Regions from separate parts of the Mus musculus genome. Here region 2 is linked to region 1. Evidence: chromatin contacts called from public ChIA-PET data. All regions are on one chromosome and are shown on one strand. Each heading gives the region's core, a stretch centred on a gene start, on an enhancer-like site or on the middle of the called end of the contact. The rest is flanking DNA. Distances are from core to core; before and after follow the strand shown. Region 1 has its middle 42 kb from the start of Gm40125. Region 2 holds the start of Dbt (dihydrolipoamide branched chain transacylase E2).

The links. ChIA-PET counts read pairs in DNA pulled down with a chosen protein or histone mark.
Region 2: an RNA polymerase II ChIA-PET map of memory CD8 T cells shows a contact between it and region 1, with 6 read pairs. The contact joins the promoter of Dbt here to the enhancer-like site in region 1. A contact is called at or near these places in 1 of 39 promoter capture datasets (embryonic stem cells), 5 of 115 datasets of contacts at active chromatin or transcription factors (CD8 T cells, the SCID.adh cell line, embryonic stem cells and 1 more) and 3 of 9 other capture datasets (adipose tissue, liver and pancreatic islet).

Annotation. Positions count from the first base shown.
Region 1 is chr3:116,462,284-116,469,438 of GRCm38.p6, forward strand. It overlaps the pseudogene Gm26358. Among named protein-coding and RNA genes, the nearest start is that of Gm40125, 42 kb to the left of the region's middle. Within about 2 kb of position 3,543, at least 37 of the 459 cell types and tissues checked have an H3K27ac peak or open chromatin away from gene starts, as enhancers often do. A contact at or near this core is called in CD8 T cells and memory CD8 T cells, where this site is marked.
Region 2 is chr3:116,509,747-116,516,901 of GRCm38.p6, forward strand. It overlaps Dbt (dihydrolipoamide branched chain transacylase E2), which reads left to right and starts at 3,324. Exons shown (of 11, transcript NM_010022.4): 1 at 3,324-3,445. The coding sequence starts at 3,395.

The DNA of each region.
Region 1 (7,155 bases), core at 2,293-4,792:
GCTGGCTGGGCATGGCCATGGGCCTTCATCAAAGCACTGGGGAGGCAGAGACAGATGAAGCTCTGCTGAGTTCAAGGTCAGCCTGCTCTGTATAGGGAGTGCCAAGCCAACCAGGTCTCTGTAGTGAGACTCTATTTCAAAATAAAATAAAATAAACAACTATTTTGACTATAATCCTTTTATCCTTTTTTTTTGCTTTGTTTTTTATTAGATATTTTCTTCATTTACATTTCAAATGCTATCCCAAAAGTCCCCTATACCCTCCCCCTACCCTGCTTCCCAACCCACCCACTTCTGCTTCCTGGCCCTGGCATTCCCCTGTACTGGAACATATAGATCTTCACAAGACCAAGGGCCTTTCCTCCCATTGATGGACGACTAGGCCATCGTCTGCTACATATGCAACTAGAGACACAGTTCTGTGGGGTACTGGTTAGTTCATATTGTTGTTCCTCCTATAGGGTTGCAGATCCCTTCAGTTCATTGGGTACTTTCTCTAGCTCCTTCTTTAGGGGCCCTGTGTTCCATCCAATAGCTGACTGTGAGCATCCACTTCTGTGTTTGCCAGGCACTGGCATCGCCTCACAAGAGACAGCTATATCAGGATCCTGTCAGCAAAATCTTGCTGGCATATGCAATAGAGTTACTTATTTCATTATTTATTATCTTAATTGCACTATCTAGTGCTGCAATAAACACCATGACCAATATGACTTGAGGGAGAAACCATGTCTTTCATCATACACTTTAGCTTAGATAACAAGGTTCATGTTCATGGGTCAACCCAAAAACTTTGGCTCCTGGTGATACAGGTTTCTGCTCCCTGCCAGCCTGCATCCTCTTCAGTGGTGAGGAAGGAACCCAACACCTCCTGCACTAGGCAAGTGCTCCACTAGTGAGCAAAACTATTGCTTCTTGTTGTGAAAATTTGCTATCATCCTGTCTTTACAGGAAAGACTATGTAGAGAACCTGACACTATAGGGCTTGAGAATCTCAGAGTGCTTTGTGCCAGGAACTGAGCCCAGTTCCTCACATATAATAAGCACAGACATGGCTATTGAGCTAAACTGACAACCCCTTACCCTGACTATTAAATAGTGCTGCCAAGGGCTGATGACATAGTTCAAGCATGGGAACTAACTGCTATAAATAAGGCCCTCCCTACTCCTGATAACCAGGCCTGAGAATGAATTAAAGAAACCATTTGGAAGATTCCATTAGCCATGGAGACGGAGGCCAATGAAGGCTGTATAATGAGACACTGTCTCAAAATGAACACATACAGGAGAAGTGGTCAAATTCCTTAGCCATCGGGAAAATGAAAACTAAAAACTACACTGACACCATGAATTGAAACTGTATTGGGATCCTATCTCACCCTAATTGGAATGGCTACTATCAAAAAGGCGAACACAAATACTGGTAAGGCCTTTTCTACTGCTCATAAGAATTAAACTAGTGCCACCACAGTGCCAGTCAGCAAGGCGTTCCTCAAAGAGCCAAAGGTAGCATCGCTGTATAACCCAGCTCCGTACCACTCCTAAGTATGTATCCAAAGCAATCCAGCTCACCCTGCAGTAGAGATACCTTGACAACCACATTCGCTGTGTCAGTACAGTGACTCACAATCGAGTTGTGGAATCAGACTAGGTTCCCAGCCAGGGATAGGTGGATAAAGACAATGGGGTGCCAGTGAGGTGGCTCCATGGGTCACAGTGCTTGCCACCAACCCTGACAACCTGAGTTCAGCCCTGAGATCCACATGGTGAAAGGACAGATCCAACTCCCTCAGATTTCCCTCTGATCTCCGTATGTGCACCACGGCCCATATGTGTGCCCACCCATACACACACAAAATAAGTAAGAATAATTTTTACATTTAAGAGGCATACACACAAAAAGAAAATGTGGTGTGTCTATTCGACAGTTCGTTATTCAGCCATAAAGAATGAAATTATGCCGTATGCAGAAGTAATGAGATCGGAGAGCATTCATTGCATTCAGCTCAGTAAACTAGACTCTGAATGCTTTGTTTTCTGTCATATGGAATCCAGATGTTTGTTTATATTTTTATTCATATTTATAGTTTGAAAATAAAATGCCCTCCCCCCACAGGCTCCTATTTCATTCACAGCAAAAAGGAAAATATTCCAAGAAGGGGTGGGAAGGAGGGGAGAATGGGAGGAAAGATGAGCCAAGCACATGCCATTTAAACCCCACTATTGTGTACACTTACCCAAAAGAGTAATTAGCTGGAGGCCAGCGTGGGTCTGGAGTGTGGGAGTGATCCACAACTTTAATCCGAGCAGAGGCAGAGGCCTCTGTGTTGGAGGCCAACCTGGTCTACATAGCAAGTTCCAGGGCAGCCAGGGTTACATAGAGAAACCCTGTCTAGAAAAACAAACAAACAAACAAACAAACAAAGGGTAATCTTAAAAGAGCTTACTTATTAAGATGGGCATGGTAGCACATTCCTGTAATCTCAGCATTTGAGAGGTGCTGGCTGGAGGATCAAGAGTTCAAGTCCATCCTCGGGATATACAGCAACCTGGGCTGCAGAGTGGAGCCAAAAATAAACAAAACAAAGCCCCAAACACAAAGTTAAAGGTCTAAGAGAATGCATCCAGCTTCTGATGGCATCCAGTGAAAATCTAGGACCAAATTGGCCAGGAGGAGCAGTGACAGAAGTTGCATTCAGTGCTGTAGAGGATGCAGCCTCTCCTTAGGACAGCCCAGCAAGTTCTCGCAAAACTAAACATACCCTTGCCGTATGCAGCAACTGCATTCCTTAACATCCACCCCAAAAAGGCTGAAATTTCCTCATCATACAAAAGCATGCATCTGTGTGCCCCAGAATAGCTACAGGACCATCACGGGAAATCTTAGAATCATTTTTTAAAATATTGCAGATCTATAGATTTAATTTGAGCCCATTAAAAATCGAATACATTTTTCATAGTGTCTTTACCAGCCAGGATGCTCACCAGAAGCAGACCCAATTATACCACATGCACATGCAGGGTAAGAGTCCCCTATAGAACCTATAGAATACTTCCCTTCTCCTCTCCCAGCTCTGTGCTACTGACATCAGACAGCTGCTATGTACACCAGCAATGCCATACGTTGCTGCTGTCTGTGTAAGCTGTCTGTTCGCCTTTAAAGAGGTTTAAGGATGACAATGCTGCAGCCATTCACGGGTGGTGGCACTGCCATCTCCAATACCCACACTTACCGATGCCTATTTCCTTTGATTTTCCTTCTACCTGAGGGGTTTCTTTCACACGTTTTTTCTTTTTTTAGTACAGATCTATTAAGGTCAATTATTTCAGCTTCTATAGGTCGGGAAAAATATTTTGTCTTCACCCTAAAACATATTTTTCTTTGTAATTATTTTTAAAGGCTCGGTGCTCTGAATATATTCCCAAATGCTCTGTTGCGTTGCTTCAGAGGGGGATGTTTTCAGTCTGAGAGGGATATACTTGTGCGAGTCACCCACTCAGTGACTCTGAAGATTCGCTTCTTGTCCGTGGTCATGGCTGCTTCCTGTGCTCAGGGTTGGCTGGGCTTCTTAGACGTGTGGGTTCGTAGTTTCCATCCCTCTTCGGAAGGACGTCGCCATCGTTTGCTGCTTCTTTTCCTCGGCCACTGTGGTTACACATCTGTACTTAAAATAGTGTGACTTGCCCCACAATTTCTGCTTGCTGATTCCCCTTATGACCTGAATTTTCCCTTTGGTGTGTTTCACTTCAGAGTGCTCTATTGCTGAGCCTTCGGGTTTACAAGCCTATTTTTCTGCAATATTTAATTGGCCTTTAACTCCCTCATATGTCTCAACCATCCCAGATACCCTAGGGTAGTTTTTGTCCCTTCGCCTTTTGCTGTTTGGTCAGTCAATTTTATTTTATTTTTATTTTATTTTATTTTTTTTTTTTGTGGTTTTCTAGAAAATGGTCTCAGGCTGTCCTTGAACTTCTGATCTCACAACTTCCATTTCTCAAGTGCTGGCAGGCTTGCCCCACTGTGGGGGTTTCAGTAAGAATGGCACCCATAGACTCAAGTTTGAATGATTGGGCCCATAGGGAGTGGCACTGTTAGAAGATGAGAGCTTGCTGGAGTAGGTGTTGGAGGAAGTTGTAACTGTGGGTGCGAGGTCTGAGGTCTCATACACTCAATCTAAGCTTAGTCTCCTGCCTCCTTTGGATCCAGATACAGAGCTCTCAGCTCCTTCACCAGCACTGTGTCTGCCTGCACGGTGCCATGCTTCCCGCCATGATGATATTGGATTAACTCTGAACTTTCAGCCAGCCCCAATGACATGATTTCCTTTAACCTGCCCCGCCCCTAGAGGCGTTGTGGGTATGACTACTGTGTCACATGTGTATCAGTAAGTGACAGAGAGAGTGTTCTGACCTGTGTTAGCAGCCTAACACCCCCCTGAAAAAAACCAAGCCTGGGATGACCACCATTCTGGCACCTGTGGGCCCTGACGAGGGAGATGTCCCGAAACAGCCGCTAATCTAGCACCACACAGATCTTGATGGTCTCCCAGGGTGGGGAGCAAGTCAGAGACAGGACCAAGGGAAAAAGCTGGACACTAGAAGAACCCTTCTGAGGGTCATTGGTCCCAGGAGGGCATGAGCCTGAGAAAGATGACCCCCGCATGGGGCCACGCAGGCTCCCGGGCAAAGAGTGAGCCTAAGATGAACTGGCACCATGGGGCCTGAGCAGGGAGCTAGCATGAGATGACCACAGTCCCGTGTTGCGCGCAGCCCTGTGGGGGCAGACCGTGCCCAACATGACCCCTGCCCAGAGTCATAATGCACGAGCGGGGCATAGCTTTCCTGAAACCATTCCTGAGATGACCCCAGACACCCAAAGACGCCTCAGGCTCATGGGAGAGCTGACTCCACCCCTAGCTAGCCGCAGTACTAGGGAGAGCAGGCTCCGCTTATCACCGAGAAAGCACAGGAGAGCTGGCCTTGGTTGCAAGAGTTGCGGGTGAGCTGACCCATGCAATAGAATGGACAAGGAAGAGAAATCTCCCCCCTCCTCCTTCCTCCTTCCTCCCTCCTCTGTCTTCTCACTACCCCACCCCCACCCCAATACCTGAGGCAAGTGGGAGACCTGGCCCTGGGGTCATAAGAATAGGAAAGTCAGTCCTGTCCCTCACCAGCTGCAGAACTAACACTTGGGAGAGCAGCCTTGAACCTCGCCTGGGCAGCACAATAGAGCTGACCCTGGTGGCAGGGCACAGGCGAATATGTCCTGTTCTGAGGTCATGAGCATGCAAAATCTGGCCCACCACTTGTCTGCTGTGTGGTGACATGGACGAGGGAAAGTTACCTCTCACCCCTTGTACGGCAGGCAGGAGAGCTGGCCCCGAGGTCATGAGACCAGGAGAGCCGGCCCTGCCACCTACCTACTGCTGCCCTCAAAGTGGGCCCTGCACCATGCCTGGGCACTATAGTAGAGCTGGTCCTGAAGGTGGGGTGGTGGGTGAGCCAGCCCCAAGGGTCTGAATGTAGGTGAACCAGGCCTACCTCTTGTCTGCTGTACCAAGGCATAGGCAAGGGAGAGATCCCCTCTCTTCTCTTTGCCCCTGCGACCTACAGTGGACAGGGGAGCCGACCCGGCTGAGGTCACGAGAGCAAGAGAGCTGACCTGCCCCTCACCTTCTGCAGCGTTCGGGAGTATGAACCATGCATCTCACCTGGGCAGCACAGTGGAGCTGGCCGTGATGGTGTAGGCATGGACTAGTGTCAAGGGTATGAAAGTGGGAGAGTTGGCTCCTCCCCTTGCTGGCTTTGTCACTGGATAGTCCAGCCAGGGCAAGGTATGAGAGCTTAACCTGGTAATGTGGGTGCAGCAGAGCCCAAGGGCAGACCAGCTCAGGTACCTCTCAAGGCCAGATCCAGGACTTTGAGTTGGCCCACTTCTTCATCTACCCCATAGATGAACTGGAATTATGCAAAGAGCCCGATCCAAAACTACAGGCTCTCCACGGGACAACAACAGGATATCAGGAAGAGTCCCAGCGAGGTTCCAGTGTTGATAGTATAGCAGAAGCCAGAGACCTTGGACCAAGCCAACGACTCATTGAAATGAGTCTTTGCAAGTAAAGAAATGTGAGGGGAAAAAACGTGGGACACACTATTTCCACAATTTTTTTCTTCTCTGTTGGGGGGAAGGTTGCAAGGGTGGAGAGCAGGTATTAGGGGAGGGGGTGATGAGTGGAATTGGGGTGCATGATATGAAATTCACAAAAAAGTTTTTTAAAAAAGTTTTCTTTTATAAGTGTTGTCGTGGTCATGGTGTCTTTTCACAGCAATAGACCCAAACAAGAAAACAAGACAACAACCACATCCAGCTTGTTCAAGTATCTCAGATCTCATTCCTAAATTCTACTCACTTTTTTTTTGGACGTAATAAATATTTTTTATTGGATATTTTCTTTATTTACATTTTAAATGTTATCCCCTTTCCCAGTTTCCTGCCCTCCCAGAAGCCCCCTACCCCATCACCCATCTCCCTGCTTCTATGAGAGTGCTCCCATACCCACCCACCCACTCCCGCCTCCCTGCCTTCGAATTCCCTGGGGAATCGAGCCTTCACAGGACCAAGGGCCTCTCCTCCCATTGATGTCCCACAAAGCCATCCTCTGCTATATATGTGGCTGGAGCCATGGGTCCCTCCGTGTGTACTCTTTGGTTGGTGGTTTAGTCCCTGGGAGCTCTGGGGGGTACTGGTTAGTTCATATTGTTGTTCCTCCTATGGAGCTACATCTACTCATGTTCTTTATGCATGTCCCTTGTCTCTAACCAACACATTTAATTTTTCCTTTAGTAGTTTGAACATATGGAATATAGTTATACTATTTCAATAGTATCTGCAAATCCCTTTGTTGTTAGTTGAGTTTATACTAATTTTTTCTAATCCCAGTGTCATTGCTCCCAGCGTCATTGCCTGGTAATGCTTGTCTGTTCACTTACTTGCTTGTTTTACTTGTTTTTTGTTGTTGTTGTTGTTTTTTAATAATTATTTATTTATTTTATGTATATGAGTACACTGTAGCTGTCTTCAGACACACCAGAAGAGAGCATTGGATCCCATTACAGGTGATTGTGAGCCACCATGTGGTTGCTGGGATTTGAACT
Region 2 (7,155 bases), core at 2,074-4,573, 47 kb after region 1:
ATGAGGTAGAAACTGTCCAAAAAGCTGTAAGTGATATTGTAACCTGCATTGAAGGAGTGAGTATAGGCAACAGAGACACTCAGAACTGGGATTTCCCCAGGAATTCTTCTCAGGTTGGAAGAAAGACAGAAAGACCAAAAAACAGACAGACAGACAGACAGAAAGAAAGAAAATGTGTCTTCACAAAAGGTTTTGTCTAAAGTTTCAAAAGCAGTATTACTTAAAACAGTCCCAAAGCAGAAATAACGCCTATGTCATTAAAAAAAAAAATTAACATCAAAAGCCTCACAAGATCAGTGAAGTTAGAACTTTCTGGTTATTGTGTGTATGAGAACTGGAAATTGTCAAACCAAAGAACAGCAGGGAATCTCATTTTTGTAGAAGTTACTGCATAGTTTAGAGAGCTCCCACTCAAGTCAACAAGAAAAGTCAACAAGAAGGCTGGTGTGTAGCTCAGTTGGTAGAGTCTGCCTAGCAAGCTCAACAGGTCTGCTTGTTTGGGTTTTGGTTTGGTTTGGTTTTTGGCCACAATTGTATGTATTCAAAATGGGGGTGCTATGTAAAACCCTGACCCCCAAAAGAAGAATCAATAAGAAAACAATGAAAAATGAATGCACACAACAGAGAGGAAACAGTTAAAAGTACATGAAGGAAGCGTTTGAAGAATCAATATCCAGGGTTGGTGTGGGTGGCACATCTCTTCAATCAACAAAGGCAGATAGAGCTGTAGGAGCTTGGAGTACATACCAGTTCCAGGCCAGAACTACACAGACTGGGAGGGGGAAGGGGGGGCGGCATCTCAGAACCAATAAACACGTGAAACCTGTTTAACTTTACTAATAATTAAGAAACTTTAACACCATAATGCCATTGAATAGGTAAATACCTATTACTTCTAAGGCTGTCAAATGAGAAACAAAGAATAGTCCCACTCTCAGCTGCTAGACAAGTTATTTTGTACAAGCACATTGCAAAGCAATCTAACATCGCCTAAGTTAAAATTGAAGATAAACATTAGCTGTCTCAAAATTCCATTTTTAAGCTAGGCTTGGTGGTTCGGGCCTGTAATCCCAGATACTAAGCAGGCTGGGGGAATAGAAGCATAATCATGACTTCAAGGCCACCCAGACAGCTAATCGAGATCCTGTCTCAAAACTAGTAGATAAAGAAGCAGAGAGCTGGCAATGATGCTCAGTGGTTATAGACGGCTTGCTTAGCTTATGCAAGACTCTAGGTTCATTTTACAGTGTCTGTCTCTGTCTCTGTCTGTCTGTCTCTGTCTGTCCCCCTCCCTTCCTCCTTGGGTGCCTCCCTTTCTTCTCTGGGTCCTTCCCTCCCTCTTAGTTTTACTAACCAAAAACACGGTTGGCTAGTCAAGAATTGCATCACTTGGCGCTAGTAGCGCTAGTAGCAATGCCCCATTCAGATCTAGTGAATAGGTTCCAAAACCCGGCTACAAACAAAGATAAGAACACAATCATATATGGAATCAGGATCTACTGACGTAGGATGATAAACTAGTTTGTTTCCTGAAAATAAGATAGAATCGAGAGAAGCCTGAATGGAAGAAAGTTACATAGTATCTTTCAAGAGCCCTAGGAACAACTAACTCCCTTCCCTCATTATACAAGCAAGAACATATAAGATTACTAAGTCTATTCAATGCACCTATAAAAAGTTTAATGGGGCCTGGCAGTGGCGGTGCAAGCCTTTAATCCCAGCACTCAGGAGGCAGAGGCAAGCAGATTTCTGAGTTGGAGGCCAGCCTGGTCTACAGAGTGAGTTCCAGGACAGCCAGGACTACACAGAGAAACCTTGTCTCAAACAAAACAAAACAAAACAAAACAAAACAAACAAAATAATGGGAAAAGTTTTTAAAAATCAAGTTCTTTTGATTATTGCGATTTTGGGAGGTGCTGTTAAGACAGGGTTTCTCTAACAGCCCTGGCTATACTGGAATTCACTTTGTTGATCTGGCTGGCTTCAAATTCACAAAGATCCACTGTCTTCTGGGATCAAACACTTTCGTCACCTCATCTGTCTATTGCAGATTTTCTGATAAAGGCAATGATTTATATTTACTGCCTACAGTAGATGAATGTGCATTACACAATAGTACATCTGTGTAAAGTTAAACAACTTGTGAAAAACCTGAGATTTTTGTTTCACAACCACCGACTTTCCAGTGCTGAGAGTTTCTATTGGCCCCTGCTTCCTTCTGTTTTGTTTCATTCTCTCTAACGCCTTAGACATTGATGCAGATTTTTATTCTCTCTAAGAAGAAAGAACCGTTGAATTTACTGAACATATATACAATGTATGCATTTATATACCACCTATTAAAGAAAGTTCCCTCTCTCTCATTCTCTCCCTCTGGCTTTGTTTCATTTTGTTTAAGAATGAGTCTCACCACATAGCTCAGGGTGACTGGCCTTCCATTCACAATGCGACATCTCTGCCTGCCCTACCCATGTCACCCTCACAGTGCTGGGTTTCTGATGTTTCCTTTAGCAGTTCCACTTGAGCTCAATTTGACATTTCTTCAAGGGGCAAAGCAATTCAGGGTTATACGTTTGTGACTCATTTCTTAATGATGCATCTGACCACATTTTCTAAGACTCAAAGACAAAGTGATGACATGTTTATTTTAGACACGAGAAGTCAATTTCAGCAACCTCAAGGACACTATACAGGAAAGAGGAATTCCTAATCATGGAGAAGTGTTCCTGTATGGACTTATGAAAAAGTCGCGCATCAGAGTCTTGCTATGAAACATAGAAACATCTTATTTTTTCTGCCCTTAATGTAGTTACAGCACAATACCAGAAAAGACAATTTGCTACTGACCCCTCAGGTTTTCAATTAGTGACCCTTCTTGTGTGCCCTTAACATATTCTTTTTTAAAAAATTATCTATGTATGTGTGGGTGCACAACTGTTTGCATGTACAGCACATGGATGCAGGTGCCCCGAGACGGCCAGAAGAGGGCGTCGGATCCCTTGGAACTAGAGTTGTAGGCTGTTATGACCTACCTGATTGAGTGCTGGAGACTGAACCCAAGTTTCTGCAGCCCCTAAACGTGATTTCTCTCCATTATCTGAGCTAAAAAGATGGATTGTTGATGCGCGTCTACTTAACAACCCAAGTCCTGGATTTTTAAGCTGTCGTCCTCCCCAAGTCTACCTTCTCCCTCCCTCAATTCTTTTACACCTCTCAAGGGGGAGGGGGGGGGGCTTCAGTCGGCCCCGCCCCTCGCCCTGGTTGGCTGCCCGGTGGGAGGCTCGTTCCTTCTCTCCTATTGGCCGCTCAGGGAGGTGCGTCTCGGGTCTGGGGATTGGTCGCCTGGAGGAGGCGTCTTTCCCAGCTGTGTGCTGGTGGCTATTTCCGGAGTAAAATGGCTGCAGCGCGTGTACTGAGGACCTGGAGCCAGAACGCTGTCAGACTGGTAAGCAGGGTTGGATGGGTCTAAGGTTGGGAAGGATCGATTTAGTAGATGTTATCCGGAGTTGTGTGTTGCTTTCTTCTCCGAGTGCCTCGCGTCTTGTGAGCAAGTGATGGAAGGATGCATGCAAATCAGAAGGGCAGCGAAGGTGGCGTGCCAGTGAGCCTGGAAACTCACTCCTTTCCCGTCCCGGGGCGCGATTCTCTGACGATTAGCTTTGGGCGACTAGCTTTCTTCCCAACCGTACCCACATCCTGGCCTTTGACCTGCTTAACTTTGCTTGAGTACTTTCTAGATGTCAGGCATTGTGATAAGCACTGCAGACACAGCTATGTTCTTTCGAGATTTGTTGAGAGCCCACTGCGCGCCATACGCTGGCACTATTAACCTGAGAAGAGAAAAGCCTCTAGCTTGATTCACTCGGGGCTGCACTTCTCCCCTTGGTCCACAGTCGTTCCAACTTTTTAATCATCGATTTACCACCCCCATTTGCAGTTCCCCCTCACTCACAAGCTTTTAGCAACAACCGTAGATGTATCCCACTACATATCTAGTTTCTTCCTAATTACATAACTTTTTGGATACCGTAGACTTTACCCATTTCCCTAGATGTTCCTTTAGTGCTGGCCTCCTGATCTCTCCAAACCTTCTTCCCAGCCTGCTGTGTGTATTGGGCACTGGGCATATTTCTATAACACAGCCAGCCACCATCCTTTCCCTCCTAACATTGTAGCCTAGAACAGGAGAATAGGAGAGAGGGAGGCAAGGAAAGACAGAAAGCCACGGTTTTAGAAAGACGTGCTATTATGGAACAAGTGCTCAAAGCTCCTGTGACACTTGAGGGTGGACACCTATGGAGGAGTGGGGGTACAGAGAGGAATTCCTGGGGACTAGTGAGTGCGTACGGAGACTGAAGAGAAGTAGGAACTAGGCAGCAGAAGGGTACTCTTGTCAGCAGCACCTTAGTAGGTATTATGGGCAACTCTTCTTTCGAGAGCTCTCCACTCTTGGATTCTGAGACACTAGTTGACCAATATTCCTCTTCAGTTGCTCTATTCCACTGCCCTCTTTTCCTTTCCAGCTTCTAAATACCACGCAAAGACTTCCGTCAACAGTGCTCCCATAGGCTCTCGACAGACCTGCCAACTTCCTATGACCTTTTCCATCGTTTGATGTGTGTGGACACACAGACAGAATGGTGTGACGGGTGCCCACAGTGTTTAGTACAGTGACATGCTGGACAGGTTTGTAGTATAAGAGCTAGCATAGAGCTTACGTGGGCAATAAGTTAAGCCATTTGGTTTGTGTAAGCATAAGGTGAGTCCATAGACTAGCTCATCTAATAGTGAATAGATTTCACACAGACCTGTCATAAAGTGATGGATGACTACTAAAAAAAAAAAAAAATAAAAAAAGAAGCCCTGGCTTTGGCCCTCTGCGCTTTTCCAACTTCCTGCATTATCTCTCCCACGTCTTTGCATATAGTCACCAGTTGTGCTAATGGTTCCCTGGCGTTCTCTAGTCTTCCCTAGCTGTCCAAGAGATCTCCCGTTGCACAATATGAGGTGTTTTCTCAACTGCAGGTAACACAAATCCAGTGAATGAACAAGACACCATCTATGCCTATAGACTACAGGTGACATGTGTGACTGTCACTATGACGGCTGACAGTTCATCAGGGCAGTTGACCTTTTCCATACAGCCATCCGGGAGCTGCAGCAACTCACTGGGCATTTAAGTCAGGATGGAGGAAGGGATATTACCAGGCTGACATAACCAGCTAGAACACAGTTCCCTAGCTACGAGCACAGGGGAGTTGGAAAAGCTAGCCTTTGGCCATCTCACCGTGCACCACAGTGCCTCAGGGATGCAGACTCCAGGCTCCACAATAGACCCCTCAAACCTGTTTCTCTTGACTCTACCTTCCAACTCTGAAGAAATGTAGCTAGTATTTACCACCTTGCTCTTAATTACAGATGTCTTAGTCTTTCCTAACTGGGCCTCTTGCCTCTGATCAGCCTCTTTTGTAGTTCATTTCCCATAGGCCAGCCAAAAGGATCTTATAAAATGAGGCACACATTAGATTATGCCATGTTCTTGTTTAAGACTCATCTTTTTAAAAAATGCCCCCAAGCCACTTGATTGAGGAAATTTATGATGTGGCTTCTCCAACCTCTCAAGTATCATTCTTTATTGAAAACCTGCTTATTCTACAGGTTATTACCTCTTATCACACACTTTTGATTTTCCTTGCCACATCCTTCATTGTTCCTCTTTTACACATCCATTCTTAAATTTGACTTATGAGACCACATTCTACGATGTCTGCCTTTGTGAGTACCGTATCTTTATCTTGAAAATAATTGGTTTTATTATTATTTAAACCACTTTACTGGGCATTAGTTATAGACATCAATGAAAAAAAAAGTATTAGAGTAAAAGTAGCATTCTACACACACACACACACACACACACACACACACTCACTCCAGCCCCAGCTCTGAGTGCCCCCGCTGGCTGCACAGAGAACTCTACGGAACAATTACCCTAGTACACACTGCTTTCTTGATTCCAGACCTTTGCTCATATATTTCCTCTGCCTTGGAGACTCTTGCCTCATCTGCAGCCCTGCTCCTCTCCTGCGTTACTCCCACTCAGCCTCCAGTCTTACTCCAAGCTAACTCTCCAGCCAGCTTCTCTTAGAACACCCCACGGTGGCTGTGTTAATGGCCTGTGTACTTCGCTTTATCTTTCATTCTGCTGGACATTGCTTTCGGGCAGGGATCACACGTGTTTCCTTCTGGATGTGGCCACAGCGCCCCATACACCGTGAGTGCCCATAAATGCTTGCTGAGGACACAGAAAAAGAGTCCTTTTGTTTTACTTTTTCTGTTTGTTGTTTGAGTTTGGTTTTTGAGATAGTTTCTCTGTAGAACCTTGGTTGTCTTGGAACTCCCTTTGTAGACTAGGTTGACCTTGAATTCACAAAAATCTGCCTGCCTCTGCCTTCCGACTCCCAGGATTAAAAGAAGCCACCACCACCTGGCTTCCACTTTTAACTAGCATGATAGTATGGGGGTGGGAGACATGCCTTCTCTGGCTTAAAATTTTATTTTTCCTCCTTTGTATTGTCTTTTAATCTCTTCACTTTTGCTAACTTTTAAATCTCTCCTCTCTTTCTTATCAAAGCCATCCAGTTGCTTTTATTTTCGTAATACTCATTGTAACTCAGTTGCCCTTTCTCAGTCCCTGTTGATTTGGTCATTCAGGAACTCGTGTTTCTGTGTCAACAACTCCAATCCTGCCTCGGCCTCTTTCTTTACCTATAGTAGCCTGTCCTATGAGCTAGTAGCAAACTGTTTCCTCACTCTGTCTCCACTGTGACCCCCACCCTCCAATGCATATATCCCTCTCCTTCTCCTACCATTCAGATACTAGTCACCACCTTGAGTTGTCCTTTGCAGATCCGATTAAGCCAAATCAAGCTACTCACTGCTCGATCAAATTCCTGTTGCAATCTTTGTGTTTACATCATTTCCTGTGCCTTAGAAGTGTCCATCTGCTCCTTATTCATGCTCAGTGTTCCAGGCCGAATTTAAATCTCCAAGGTCGAGCTAAGCCTCCTCCACTACTTAAATGCCTCCCCCCACAGCTAGTTTTTTGGCCTATAATTTCTTATTGTAAATAATAAGAGCACTCATGACCATGCTTGG